2 separate regions of the Bos taurus genome follow, and region 2 is linked to region 1. The links are chromatin contacts, called in public Hi-C maps. All regions are on one chromosome and are shown on one strand. The core of a region is the stretch at or near the end of the contact, and the rest is flanking DNA. Distances in the headings are between cores, read along the strand shown. Region 1 holds the start of ARID5B (AT-rich interaction domain 5B). Region 2 overlaps ARID5B (AT-rich interaction domain 5B).

Region 1 (7,100 bases), core at 1,326-3,825:
CTTCTGGGTTTAGTCAGAAGTCTATTAGGCACCAGCTCTTTTCTGGATATTTAATCCTTCCCTTTTCCAGATCACAGGCCATGTTGAAGTAATAAATTTGAAAAGCAAATAATAAGAAATCAGGAGGGGGAGGAGGAGGAAGACAGCTGCGCAGGAAAGTTGGGTCGGGGGAGGGGGCCCGAGCTAGACCTTGGCAGGAGGAAAGAGCTCAACCTGTTGGTAGGTTGCAGGATTTTTCACAGTATTTCCAAACAACACCTTTGTAAAATTGCCGGCAGACGTCGGGAAATGTGAACGTTTAAAACCCAGAGCTGGCGGGGAGGGCGGAGGGGCGGAGTGTTGTCGGGGGGGGGGGGGGTTGTTCGGGGAGGAGGGAGGGGCTTATTTCCGAAGAGGCAGATCGGAGGGAGAACGTTTTGACGAACTCCAGTAATTAAACCGGCAGAGACCACTGATGGGTAATTCGATTCCCCGGAGAAGGAGTGAACTGGAGATGCCAAAAGTACAATCAACTCCATCAGACCAAGGAATTCTGGAAGGACTGACTGGCAGGCAGCTTCGAGCTCCGCTCCGGGATGAGTTAAACGGGGAACCATTCATTTAACAAAAAGATCCTTACACCTACCTCGAAAGCTCGAGAGCCTGGAACAGACAGAGCTAGCTGCCCTCAAAAGTCTGAGTTTGATTACCGTGCTCTCGCTTGGACAACACAAAGCCTTGCCAGGCGGCCGCGCACCCTCCCTCCCCGCCGCGCAGTGGGCACAGCCTCCCCAAAATAGTTCCCCGGGTAGGTACCACGGCGCTGAGGTCGGTCAGCTGACGAGGGGAGCCCGCAGAACTGCGGTCACACATGAAATGACAGAGCCGAATAGAGGCGGCCGCCCCTGCGCCCGGTGACAGCGGGCTCACCTCGGGCGTCCTCCCAGGAACGCGACGAGCGCCCCCGCGGCCGCCCAGAAACGTGCCGGGGAGGCTCGTTCCCTCTCCACCCTCCCCGGGAGCGCCGTCTGGGCACCGAGGACGCCGGACCCGCAGGGCCTGTGGGCGAGCACACACCCCTCTGCCTTTCCCTCCGCGGTCCGCGTCCCCCACATCCCCAAAGATCGCGTTGGAAGACGTCCACTTTGCGTGGAGTAATTGAAAAGTAAAAACATCAAATGGTCTGTCCGGGGAGAGGGGGTGGGGACGAGAGATAGTTGTTAATGCCTAACGTGTTTGTGCCGGTTACACGACCGCTTTGAAATCCGCCCGGGCAGATCTGCAAGTTATTTGAATGTATTATTCCAGTACCTGTCATTTATCACTTTATTCAACACGTCTTTGCCAACTCAATAGCTTTTGATCTCACTCTGCCTCCATTTCGTAATTTCCGCCCTCTTAAACATATCAAATACTTACTTAAAAAAAAAAAAAAAAGAGCAATATCGAAACCCACCGAAAGAAATCCACCCATCCCCGACCGAGCCAGACTCGAAGGTAAATTTTCAAAAAGCAAAAAATATAAAAAGCATGTGATGTTCAAGCAGCAACAGAAAGATCACACACACGCGCGCGCGCGCACACACACACACACACTCACACACACACACATCCTTGAACAAAACCCTTCTCAAACAAGTTATTTGATCTTGACTAAAATCAGCAGTTGGATCCTCTTTGTAAAGCTGACAGCCAAACTCTGACAATGGCAAAATACTCGAGCCCCAGCTAGTGGCGCTACCCCTTTAAAAAAGAAGTCGATCTTGCTCGTCTGCAGAAGTGAATACAGTATTTTCAAGCTTGCCCTGTAATAAGCATTACTACGGGAAAAAATAATAAAGAAAGAAGAGAGGGAGATATAAGTTTACCACCTCGCCATGGTCGCTATTTCTGCCCTGGGGAGTGTCTTCTGGGAGGAAATAAAGTTTAGAGCTGGATAAAAGTTGCCGGCTGGTCCTCTCTTCCCACAACAGCTGGAGCTCCGCTATGCAAATCGGATCCTTTGGCGTACATCTTACAAAGAAAAAGTCGCCAAGGGACAAAATTCTTGGTTTGCCTTCAAGGTGGAATTGAAAAGCCTTGTAGAAAATGTAAGGTCCGTGCAAGCCACACGGTGAGCCGACCCACTGCAGGGGAAAAAAAGCACCAAATAAATAATGTAGCCATCAGAGCACAAACGTCTATTCCCAGACACATTTACACACAGACATCCACTCTTAATACAGAAGAGCCAACAGATATAAAGCTGGGTGGAAAAATAATAGAGCCCACAAATTTTCTGCCTCCCTTAAAAAAAAAAAAAAACACCTCCGGCCCCCCCACCCCCACCCCCCGCCACCTCTCCCTACCTCTCCATCTGAGGCGGTAAAATTACATTATGTATGTATGATCAGGGATTTTTTTAAAACAATAAAAATTATTTGGGGGATGTAGAGGGTAAAAGTTTGGTGAAAAGTTTGTGGGGGGCGTGGGTGGGTGCAGAGGTGTGGGTGAGCCGGGGGGCTGGGGGGTGCCGGGGGGTGCCGGGATCGGAAGAGCGGAGGAGAGCGAAATACCTGGAGTGAGTTGGGCTCCATCTCGACGTTCTGAATTGATTGAACTCAACATTCTCTCCAAACTTGTTGGCTTGAATGGATTGCATCAGGTCCTGGAAGGGAGACACATTCTCTGCATTCAGCCGGCTTACTGTCTCAATATAAAACTAAGTTTTTGCCTCCCCTTCGGCACTAAAATGATTGAAATTATGTCCTAATATTTCTCTGACGTCTCAATTTTCAGCTCCTGTCAGAACTATGTAGGTTTCCTTCCAAATGTAGGTTGATCAAATTCATAATCGACAGAAAGGCTCCGTCCGATCTCGGCGGGAAGCGGATGGATCAAGGCAAAAAACGTATAGGGAGGTTTGTAAAAATAAATTCTACCCTAAAATTGTGTGAAGATGCGATCTCCCTCTTCCCAATCTCCCTGGTCTAGCAATGTCGTTTGATGAAATTTTTGGAGGAGACGAGAGCTACCGAGCTCCGCTGTGCATCTGACAGGACCTGCTTGTATATGTCTAATATAAAGAACATTTCCTGCAGAGATTCCGGGGCGCTGCTCCTCTTTCTAATGCTCCTTAGCAGATTTGCTGTTATTAGACATGTAGATTTGTTTGATAGTTAAATTACGCTTCCTCACTGCCATGTTTTCGAGAACTAATCTGTTAAATTATCTTTTGATGCCTATTTACGTGGAAGGGAAAAGTGGGTTATCGATTATATAAACATATAAATATTAATGCATTTGTTCGCTTCGCAAAAAAAAAATACTCAGAAAAAAAAAAAAACAGAACAGAAAGACAAGTGAGCAGCGCACACACATCTCAGGATTTTGCAAACAATATTGAACGGACAGCGACTGCATTTAGGGACTGGAACAATAAACGATGCATGATAAATCAATAAATGCGAGCAGCGAGTCTGCTCGGAATATGAATTCAGGCTCCTGGTTCTGCGTGTGCATTCTTTAATTTTGAAGTATATACACTAGTACGTGTTTACAATGCTGATGGACGCCAAGGGCGCTCTCAAATGATAATGTGTTTATATAACCCAGCGCTACAGGAATAATATACTGACTCCTACCCCACCCCCAACCCCTCCCCCGCCAAAAAGGGAGGGGAGCTTCCTCAATAATAGTTTGAAACTGAAAAAATCCATTTGCAAACTAGTTAAATACAACCAGAAATTAAGCTGTTGAAAACCGGGGGCATGAACCGTAAGACAATAAAGGCTTTAAATGTGTATATTTATTGTTCTGGAGCCCTGGAGCATTGCGAGGTTTGCATGCACGGCTATTATGCAAACACAGAGAAACTTAAGAGCGACAGAACAAGGAACAGGCAGAGACTGCAAAGCCCTCGCTCGCTCCGACCCAGCTGCCGGTCCTCCGCCAGGCTAGATTGCATTTTCGCAGTGTTGATGTAAAATGGTGTACTCGCTTCCCCCACGCTCTCCCACCCCCTTCCCCGCTCTCCTCCCACTCCTTTCAGTATCAACCCCCCTCCCGATTTTATTATATTGGCACCAATCTTTCCAAAGTGGGTCTGGCATGCTAAAAAAGTAAACATGTACTATATGGGGAATAAGGTCTGTATAGTATGACAGTTGAAACTTGATCTGTGATAAAATTACAGGATGTTGAAATTACTAGTAAGCTATTTTTAACGCTTTCGCAACGTTTCACCTCCAGTCACAGCATCTAGTTGAAACAGGATTACTTTAATGAAAATTATATTCACATGGCTGAAGTTAATACACCCGGCAGAGCACAAATGCCTAATATTCAGTGACTTGAGGTGGAAAGACCCTCTGTGTGTATTTTTATGCTTTTTCATAACGTCTGCGTCCGCTGCAGTAAGAATTAGGGCACTTAACATTATCTAAACCACATTTTTGATTCAGAACATGGGGAAGTAATAAAAGGCAAGATCTATCTCGTTTCTATACACACAGAGATAAACGCAAGAAAATGGCAGATCCTCCAATTACAATAAGTAATAAAAGCCCATGCCCAAGAGCCGGTATTCTGAAAGATGTCGAAACTATTTTAATAATTTAAAGTAATATCACAACTCTGCACCATGAAGGACAGTGTAAAAATTCGCAGCCTCCCATCTTTTGCATTAGCCAAATTATGACTTGCACATCACTCTTTAATTATCTTCCTTGAAATTTCATCTGATCTTTCTATTTTATAAACATGGGTTACAAAGAGAAATTACAGCTCTCTGGCGCTTTCTCTCTCTTTTTTAAGTTTATGATGCTTACTGCAGACATTTGATTAGAATAACCCATTTTGTTCATTTTTTTACATATGAATGGATTTGACTGAAGGGCATTTTACATAATTTTTTAAAAATATATGAGAGACACCTAAGGCTTCAGTTAGTCTCTGTCCTGTTAGTGTAAATATACACATCCAGCTCAAGAAATCCTATGTTAAAAAACTTGAGTTGCAGTATTTTGACAAGATCATATTTGAGATCGACTGTGAGTCAGTTTCCTGTATGACCAACGCAGCAGCATTTATGCAGGAAACCTCAACAGAATGCCTGAGGGTATCCCTCGATTGTATATTAAATCTCTCTCTTTAAAAATACATAGCTCCTCATAGCATCTAAGCAACTTCTGCTGGTTTTGGTGCTATTAAGTCTTTAAGGGTCTGTAAGGAACTTCACTTAATTAGAAACCCTATTTCTGTATCTCTTCAAGGTAGGTGCTGAACTAGGCTGAATGCTGCCTGACTCTCGACAAGGTTTTTGAGATGTTAACAATTGCAGTGATCTAGGTCTGAATATTTTTGAATATCTACAATCTTGTAATCAGATGGAAGCTAAATTTCAAAACTGAATCACAGGGACTTCTTCCCTCTCTTATTTTAGCAGCAGCACCACCACCCCCATGAACATAATAAAATCTAATAAATCAAACTTCAGGTCCAATCCTGGAATGACTTTTAAAATTACAGATCACAATGGTGTGTTTACAAAAACAAAACAAAAAATCCTGTATTTTCTTTCTTTAATATTAGGCTTGATAGGCACCTGTAAATTATCTATGTAGCAAATATCCATACAAAGAAAGTTTCAATTAAGATAAGGAGATTGTATTGAAACAGTTCTTTGAAGTAATGTAGTTAATAGCCTGTTTGATTTCTGCTTGTGAGAGAGTAATAACGTGGATTCAAGGCTCCATCAATCACAGAGCAGATGTAAGACTTGAGACACGGACACCCAGGGGAATAGAGGCAAACTCCCGCAGTGCAGGGTCCTTGGGCTAATGTAAAGTAAATACTCATAAACAGATTGAATGTTGTAAGAAGACAATCCATTCAGGACAGTTATAATCATGAAAGCAACTGCTTTATTTATCTATAAAAAAGCTTGTACACAGCTGGGACTCACTGTGTATACAAGAAGAGTAGGAAAAAAGCAGTATATGTTTATACCACACACTATTTCTGGATTCTTTCTTACACCAAAACACAGGAACCTATACCTACATATCTATATCCCTGCTGCTTTGCTAGTCCAAACTCCAACTCTGTTTTAAGTTACTTGGTTTATTTAAAAGGTTAAAAAATTAAAAATCATGCCCGCCCCTCAAGGGAGTGGGGAAGCAGTAGACACATTTTTCAGTGTCTGCGAATCATTTCATAAAGGATCAGGAGGATTAAGTTAGTTGCAAGAACCAGCAGTGACATAATTAGGCAGCTTGGACTATAATAAACAGGATCATTAAAAGAAAAAAAAAAGTACAATTTGAAAAAAGAAGGCGACCATTTCAAAAATTCAACCCTCTCTCCCCAGCTCTGGGACTCCCCCTCCCCCAAATTGTAAAAAACAACTGAAACATTTTTGACCTTGGCTATAATAATACTTCATGTTTTAGCACTTTAGTCAGCATTTTATCTACTAATTGCTACACACTACCGCATGTGGCTCGAATCTGCCACTGCAGCTTTCTTTCATTGGTGAGCGAATTGCTTGATAAAGACTGGGAATTCAACCTGGCTGTTTCCTTCTTTGCTCCCCCTCGGCTCCCCCCCGGCTCCCCCACCACCTTTTTTTTTTTTTTTTGTCTTTCCTTTTCTACCTAGAAGCCTCTATATTTTTCCAGAAAATACCGCATGGGTCAGAACAGGGACGGTGAATGGTCCCCTAATCTCTTTCCACCGGTTAAACTCGGGCCACTTTGGCGATCGCAAGGCAAAAGGAGAAGGTGAAAGGGGGCGGGAGAAACGAGTGGGGCGAAGCTGGGGGAGGGGGAATCCTGGCCTGCTGATGGACCTGATGCTAAGAGATTCTGCACATTGGTCCCCTGGCTAGTCCACAGCTGGTTAGAAGTCCGTGGGACACCGCGCTGCCCACCTGGGGGCCTCCAGTTAGAGGCTCTCGCCCGTCTTGCTTGGTCAAGAAGTGGGGTTCGAGGCGGGTGGCCCCCGAGTCTGCAAACTGATTCGGGGGTTGAAAAGCTAGGACAGTCTGCGTGTCAGCCAGGACCTAGTCCCCTCCCCCTTCCAAGCCTGGCGCCATCGTGAGCGGTGGGGGTGGGTGGCGTTATTAATAAGGCGGCCTCCAG
Region 2 (7,100 bases), core at 2,271-4,770, 130 kb before region 1:
CTGTTTAGAGTTGCTTTGTCCAATATGGCAACCACTATCCACATAGGGCTCTTGAGCACCCAAGACATCTAGTCTGAATTGAGATGTGCTGCAAGTATAAAATACACACTGAGTTTCCAAGAATATACAAAACAACACAAAATAGCCCTTACTAACATGTTATACTGATTATATATTAAAATATTTTGGATATACTGCATTACATTAAATGTTATTAAAATTAACTCTACCTGTTTCTTTTTATCCTTTAAAATGTGGTTACTGGGAAATTTTAATTCACATATGACTTGCATTATCTTTCTCTTGGGCAATGTTAGTTTAGTCAACAGTTCAATGTTACGATTACAGATAGGTCCATACAAATGTGTGTTAAAAAGCAGGCAGAATAAGATTAACATCTGAAGCTAAAATAAGAAGCAAAAAATCATGATTCAAAGTTTCAGTACAATCTAGACTTTTATTCACTGTTTTGGAGGGTAGTCATGCATAGATGTTAGTATCCGAACATTTTGCCAAACCTGAAATGTCTCCTTTGTAAAATTCAAATCTGGTAATCATTGACTCAAAGTAACTAAATGGCCCTGATGAAGATGTTATTTCATTAACTTCCTTAACTAAGATGCCAAAGCAGATTTTAAGCTTTGACACCAGATTTCAAGAGTGAGAGAGTGGAGGAAGGAGAAGAAACTGAGAAAAAGAGCTAATTTTTTAATTTTACTTACTATTCTTTCCTGCTGCCAGCATGAGCTGGGCATAAGGTAAGTCATTTGCAAACTGAATAAGAGAAAATAGATTATGAGTGATTTTGACTCACTGGAAAGTAAAAGCTTCTCCATCACAAATTGTTGAGTAAGTTCATGGTCTGGATGTGTGTTTCTTTTTGGAGTTTTCATCTGCCAGGAAGTAGAGAGGTCAGATACAGTCAGGCCCAAAGGAAGGGCGTGGCCTTCATCACTCTCCCAAGGCACTTGAAGTCCCACAGCTTCATACGACACAAAGAGAAGTTGCCCATTGAAGACAGGAGCTCTAATAAGCCCAGAAAAGTTGACAGAACAAAAAGGTTTGAACTCTAGGGGGCAGGAGAGAAGATGCATTCTTTTCCCAATCTTAGCACCCCAAAGACCAGGGGGCATCACCCTGAGAAGAGGGCTGGCCTAGGTCTCATCCTCCCAAATAACTTGTGACAGTTGCTGAATTTAAAGCCTGTCCCCCTCCCCCTCCTCCTCTTTTGATCCTGTGGCAGCAGCAGCATAGAAACCGACCTAGGGGAGGAACAGGGTTCTCCAAATATAACATGCCAATCAAAGGGTTACACACCTGCCTGGGTTCTTTTATAGAACTCCCCCACCCCCTTTTCAGGGTTCTCATTATAAAAACAAAAACAGCAATGGTAGCAGTGGAAATCAAGTTAGGAAATATTTTCTTTTCTTAGAAGGCAAGAGTTGACATAGCATTTAAGGCAATGGCATGCAGAGAGATTCAGACTAAAATCTCCACAACATCAACAAAATGTGTAATGACAATTATTCATTCCGCCAATACTTGTAACAATAATTTTTATGGAATTATTTGGCAGGTTCAACTTACATCTAGAGAAGCAGTCTGCACACCTCTGGTATGTCTCTGAAATCTAACCGTAGCAGTATTTGTCTTTACCCTCCAAACTCTTTTATAGCACATGGTATATATAGTTCAGCATCCAACATTATTAACTCACGGCCAACTGTCAGTCGATGGTTATCTAACACGTGGGGTCTCCACACAAGGATTCCTTATTTGGGCAAAAGCTCTTGTCTGGACCAGTCTGTCTATATTTTCCTTCAGAAGAACTTTATTTGGATTATTATTCGCTGTTAGTGGAAACTCGGAGGCTGCATGTGTGGCAACTGGAAGGCGGGGAAATAAATCCTTAGCAAGTTAAAACACTTAGCTGATATTAAAACCATTTCTGGCTTTGTTAGCTGAAAGGAAACTCTCGGTTGCCCTCTTGTGGTCAATCTATGTGATGTGGTGGGAAAACCATAAAAACCCAGAAACTAACTAGAGTGTTTAATCAAATTCAGGTAAGAACATTCAGCCTCGACAGAAACAGTCACAAATCACAACCTTATGTTGTTTTGTGTGTTTCAGAATTTACATTTAGCAGCCCTCCTACGTGGAGAGGGAAAGAGGATGAGGGGAGGGGCTAATATGGAAATTAGAAATCAGTCTTTCTAGAATACAGTGACTTCACTCTATTTACAACCATAACTGTTATATATGTGGTAAATTGATTTTTATGAGATTTAGAACCTTAAAAAAAAATCAGGCCTACATTTTAAAAAAGTTTCTTCATAACCAAAAATAGACTGATGTTCCAACTGGCTTGGAATTATAGGAACCAAGGAAAGAAGTCTGAATAAATTCCCTAATATGGAAGAAAACCACTTTTTTTCTTTTTAAATGAGGAACAGTTTATTTGTTTCTGACAATGGGCAACATATGGAAACTTGGAATTTACAGAACAAGTACAGGTATAGAACTTATCGTCTAAAAATAAAATTTTACAAAAATCTGAACTCCAAATTTAATCATCGGTTACTCGATTTGGTATTTAATTTTAATTTTTAAAAACACCATTTAAATAAAAATTCTGCTGTAGGCCTTTCAACAATTTCCTGCCTAACAGGCCCATCCCCAAAAAGCAAACAAACCTAGCATTAAAACAGACTGAGCAGCTTAAGAAAAAGCTGGGGGCAAAGTACACGAGAACATAAACTATTTTTCATCTTATTACCAGTAAACGTACCATTTCCCTCTTTTATGTGTCTTCTCTTCAGATAAAAGCCGCTCCTCCAACCAGCATTAACAAAAACGTTCTGTATTTTTAATGTGATTTTAGGGGCAGATTAATCTTAACTTGGCTTTTCCGCTTACACGTGGAAATTCAGTGCTGCAACAACAGTTGTTTGGTTTTGTCTTTGAATTTGCAAAGTTCTTAGTAATTTTACTACAAAATTAAGCAGCTGTGAGTTCTTCAGCAAACATGATGATTCTTGTTCTCCTTCGTACTATTGTGCAAGCTGAAATACCCTTTCTTTCATGTCTTTTTATTCCAAAATGAATTCCCTAGTTAGCCTTGTTTAGCTTTAAAAAATGTAATGAAGAAAGGGGGTGGTGTTTGCTGACCTCTGAAATTCATCAGCATTTAAGCATGGTAAGTTTACACAAGGTGCATACTCAAAAGGGCTTTTGTTTCAGCCCCATTATGGAATGAAAAATGATATTCTGCCCCAATATAATGCCAATCCTTGTGTACCACAAAGCTGTCTGCAAATATTTCTGTGGAGCAAGGGATCTTAGGCCTATTTTGCAGATGAGAAAACTGAAACATCACTTAATGTTGAGAGAGTGAGGCACGAAGACGTTCACAGAGGCTAGAATTAAATTTAGAATTTGACTCTTAGCCCAGGACTCTAACCACGTGAGGGCTCTGACTCTTTGGAATCAACAGAAGAGCAATTTTAAAACATTCTTTTGACGTTATTAACCTCAGCCTCAGGGCTCTGGGAAGTGGGGGTTGGCCGGGGGAGGGGGGCGGGGAGGGGCGGGGCCTGGAAACATGGAGCTGCTAGGTGACAGCCTCCTGTCACCTAATGAAGTGGATTATTTGATCCATACCACCATATCTTCCAGGAATATTCAGAAGCTTAGCAATTCCCTTTGCATCTTAACTAGTGTAGACAGCCTTCTAAAATATAGAGCCAAAGAAGACGTGAAGTGTAGAAAGTGGCCTGTGGGTTTTCTAGTGGATCTGGAACCAAAGATCACTGCTAGGAGCTGTGATGGTGGCAGGATTCTTCATTTGAGTAATTTAAAGAATGATGACATTCCAGCGTAAGGTGAACCTCAGACACCACTGAGTCCAAATCCGTATTCTACTTGTCAGGAAGGGGAGGCCCAGAGACTGCAGACTCCCCACAGTCACACAGCTAGCCGCAGAGCATGACGGACACCCATGTCTGTTGGCCGCAGAGCATGACGGACACCCATGTCTGCTGGCTGCAAGGGACCAGCAGTGATGCCTTGGCAGCAGATGGCTTTGCAACGGGCCCCGAATACCTCCTCCTGGGTCTCTCTGCGGGGTGAGCTCTGTCATCCCAAGACCACGTAACTAAAACACACTTTCCAAGGAACTGCAATTAATAAAGTCAAATGGGAGCTGACAAGGACATTCCCGCTGTGTTCGAATGCCAAAACACACAACTGAGAAAGCTCACTTGGAGCATACAACCGTAGGTCCTCTGGCGGGACTTCTGCGCACCACACTCCCAGCTGTTTGCTCAGACCCAAATGGGAGGGACTAAAAGGAAAACGTTCATGAAGCCAGCAGGGCAATACTCGGCATTTGGCCTCAGCGCCTGCCACCTGCTTGCTTTTGCTGGGCTGGGCTGAAAGCAAGCCCAGGGGCCTCCTCATGTGAGGAAAGACTTTGGGAATTCAAGACCTGCGGGAGACATGAACCACCGCCCACCTTGCCTCGGAGCATCCTTGTTACCTTCCAGTGGTAACAAATGCCTTAGAGGTTCCAGGCTCTTCACATGGCTTCACACCTGTGCCCGAGCTCTGACAACAACACCCTTCCTTCTTCACCTCTGTCCTTCCTGCCCCAACTTGGACTTGTTCCCCTAGACTTGCATTGGGAATTGCATCCCCTAAGACACTTCCTTATTTTCCACGTCTCCCGCTGGGGGAGGATTTCTTTGTCTGTAACTTCTAGATCAAGTATGCTTCTACCCCAGCACCTGTACTGAAATCATCTGTGGGTCTCTCTGCCTCACCAGACTAAAGAGATGACATCAGTCTTAGTCACAGCAGCAGCATCATAGTAGGTGCTCAATAAACATTTACAGAACAGTTGACGATCATATTTTGAAAGCAGTGTATGGTACTTAGTGAGGGTCTAGTAAATGCTTATTAAATTGTACTGACTGCTGATTCCATGAGAGAAAAGAAATATTTCTGAAGAGGGGAAAGTGGCTGGGCTATTCACCTTCCTGTCTGTAGCACCTTCCCTTGGTCACAGTGGCCATTAATAAGGGGGGAAAATATGCATTCACATTTTAATTCCCACTGTGTAACTTTGAGGCCCAGCTATTGTCAACCAATTAAAAGCTTAACGGAGACTTGCCTTGTCTGTGAAAATCTATAAATCTGACTTGTTTTGCCAAGACCCTCCAAGCCCACAGGATGATGCTGGCTCTACTGGAGACCTAAAGAGGGTGAAAGAGCAACATGGAAGAGAAACAAAGTTCTCTGGGGAAGACGGCACACTGTCTGGCGAGAACTATTTTTTTAATAAAACCCCATCCCTGCAAAGCTGCCTTAAAAAAAAAAAAGTGTTCCTACAGGCCAAAGTCTCAGCAAATCTATAATGTAGAGATCAAATTTAAATTCTAATAAAGATTTTTAACAAAGATCAATAAAATACGAGATTGATCTGCAGTTAAAAGTTCCCAGTAATGGGATAGCCTAGAAATTTCATAAATAATGCTTTTATCTTGATTGCAAAATAATCCCCTGCCACAAAAACAAGGCAAATCAAGGTAGGAAATTGTTCAGCGGGAATTAAAATGTCACACTTTACACGGAATAAAGTATTGCAATCACCAGGGAAACACACATTGCAAATGTGTTAACACAAAATTACATACATCACTTAATTATATAAGCGCAGAGCTCCTTGAGTAGCCCATTAGCTAAACATGTCGGGCTGCGGTTGAATATATACATGCAATATTTTTAGCACAAAGGGAATGTAACTATGTCAGGCCTGGCACCATAAAGCCTGAGATGGCAAGTGCTATTAAACCGAGATGCAATCACGGTGAAAAGGAAACATTAACAAACAGCAGACAATTGAGAAGAAAATACAGTGAGCTTGTGTTCTACTACATGTGCTTCCAAAACCTTATATAACTACTCATTGTCTATTTTGTCTGGCTTGGGTCCCGGGTTTGTTCTATGTGATACTAATTTTATAATAATAAACTGCTACACCAGTTTTATGAAATCACACACATGCAGAGAGGTTGCAAGATGACATTACATATGATTATCTTTGCCAGCAAAGGACACTGTTTTGAAATTAAACGCAGTCTCATTCAAAATCATTCACTTGGTTTAAAGCATCCCTTAGAGTTGGCTTTCTAAAAAAAGGTATACCTTTCACAGAAGGCTGGTGAAGTTGGTAAAACTGTTGCTGGATCCCCAAGTTTCATAAGGAAGTTAAGAAAGCAGAGGCTTTGAGATCAGAGAGTTCTTCATAATATTCACCAACCAAGCAACTGTATGACCCTGGGCAAGTCCATCTCTGGGGTTGAATTTGCCCATTTGTCAAAAAAAAAGGATTGAACAATTATGACTGAGAAAGACTATGAATGAGATAAAATGAGACAACATGACTAGCACATTATCTGGTATTTAGAAAACACAAATTAAAAGACGCTTACTCCATGGAAGGAAAGTTATGACCAACCTAGATAGCATATTGAAAAGCAGAGACATTACTTTGCCAACAAAGGTCCGTCTAGTCAAGGCTATGGTTTTTCCAGTGGTCATGTATGGATGTGAGAGTTGGACTGTGAAGAAGGCTGAGCGCCGAAAAATTGATGCTTTTGAACCGTGGTGTTGGAGAAGACTCCTGAGAGTCCCTTGGACTGCAAGGAGATCCAACCAGTCCATTCTGAAGGAGATCAGCCCTGGGATTTCTTTGGAAGGAATGATGCTCAAGCTGAAACTCCAGTGCACTGGCCACCTCATGTGAAGAGCTGACTCATTGGAAAAGACTCTGATGCTGGGAGGGATTGGGGGCAGGAGGAGAAGGGGACGACAGAGGATGAGATGGCTGGATGGCATCACTGACTCGATGGACATAAGTTTGTGTGAACTCCGGGAGTTGGTGATGGACAGGGAGGCCTGGCGTGCTGCGATTCATGGGGTTGCAAAGAGTTGGACACAACTGAGTGATTGAACTGAAGTGAATAAATGGTGGACTTCATTATTATTACTATTACATGCACAGACACGTGAAGTAACACATCACTTCAAGCATTTCAAGA

What was found. A called contact is a pair of places that touch in the nucleus more often than the background predicts.
Region 2: a contact with region 1 is called in a Hi-C map of an unstated tissue, with 2.1 times the contacts expected there. The contact joins the enhancer-like site here to the promoter of ARID5B in region 1. A contact is called at or near these places in 3 of 11 Hi-C or Micro-C datasets (blood, skin fibroblasts and an unstated tissue).

What each region holds. Positions count from the first base shown.
Region 1 is chr28:17,912,033-17,919,132 of ARS-UCD2.0, reverse strand. ARID5B (AT-rich interaction domain 5B) reads right to left here and starts at 2,575. Exons shown (of 10, transcript XM_024986848.2): 1 at 2,535-2,575; 2 at 1,851-2,105. The coding sequence starts at 2,555.
Region 2 is chr28:18,047,686-18,054,785 of ARS-UCD2.0, reverse strand. The region is part of intron 4 of ARID5B (AT-rich interaction domain 5B); the gene reads right to left. Among named protein-coding and RNA genes, the nearest start is that of ARID5B, 130 kb to the right of the region's middle. Within about 2 kb of position 3,520, at least 30 of the 102 cell types and tissues checked have an H3K27ac peak or open chromatin away from gene starts, as enhancers often do.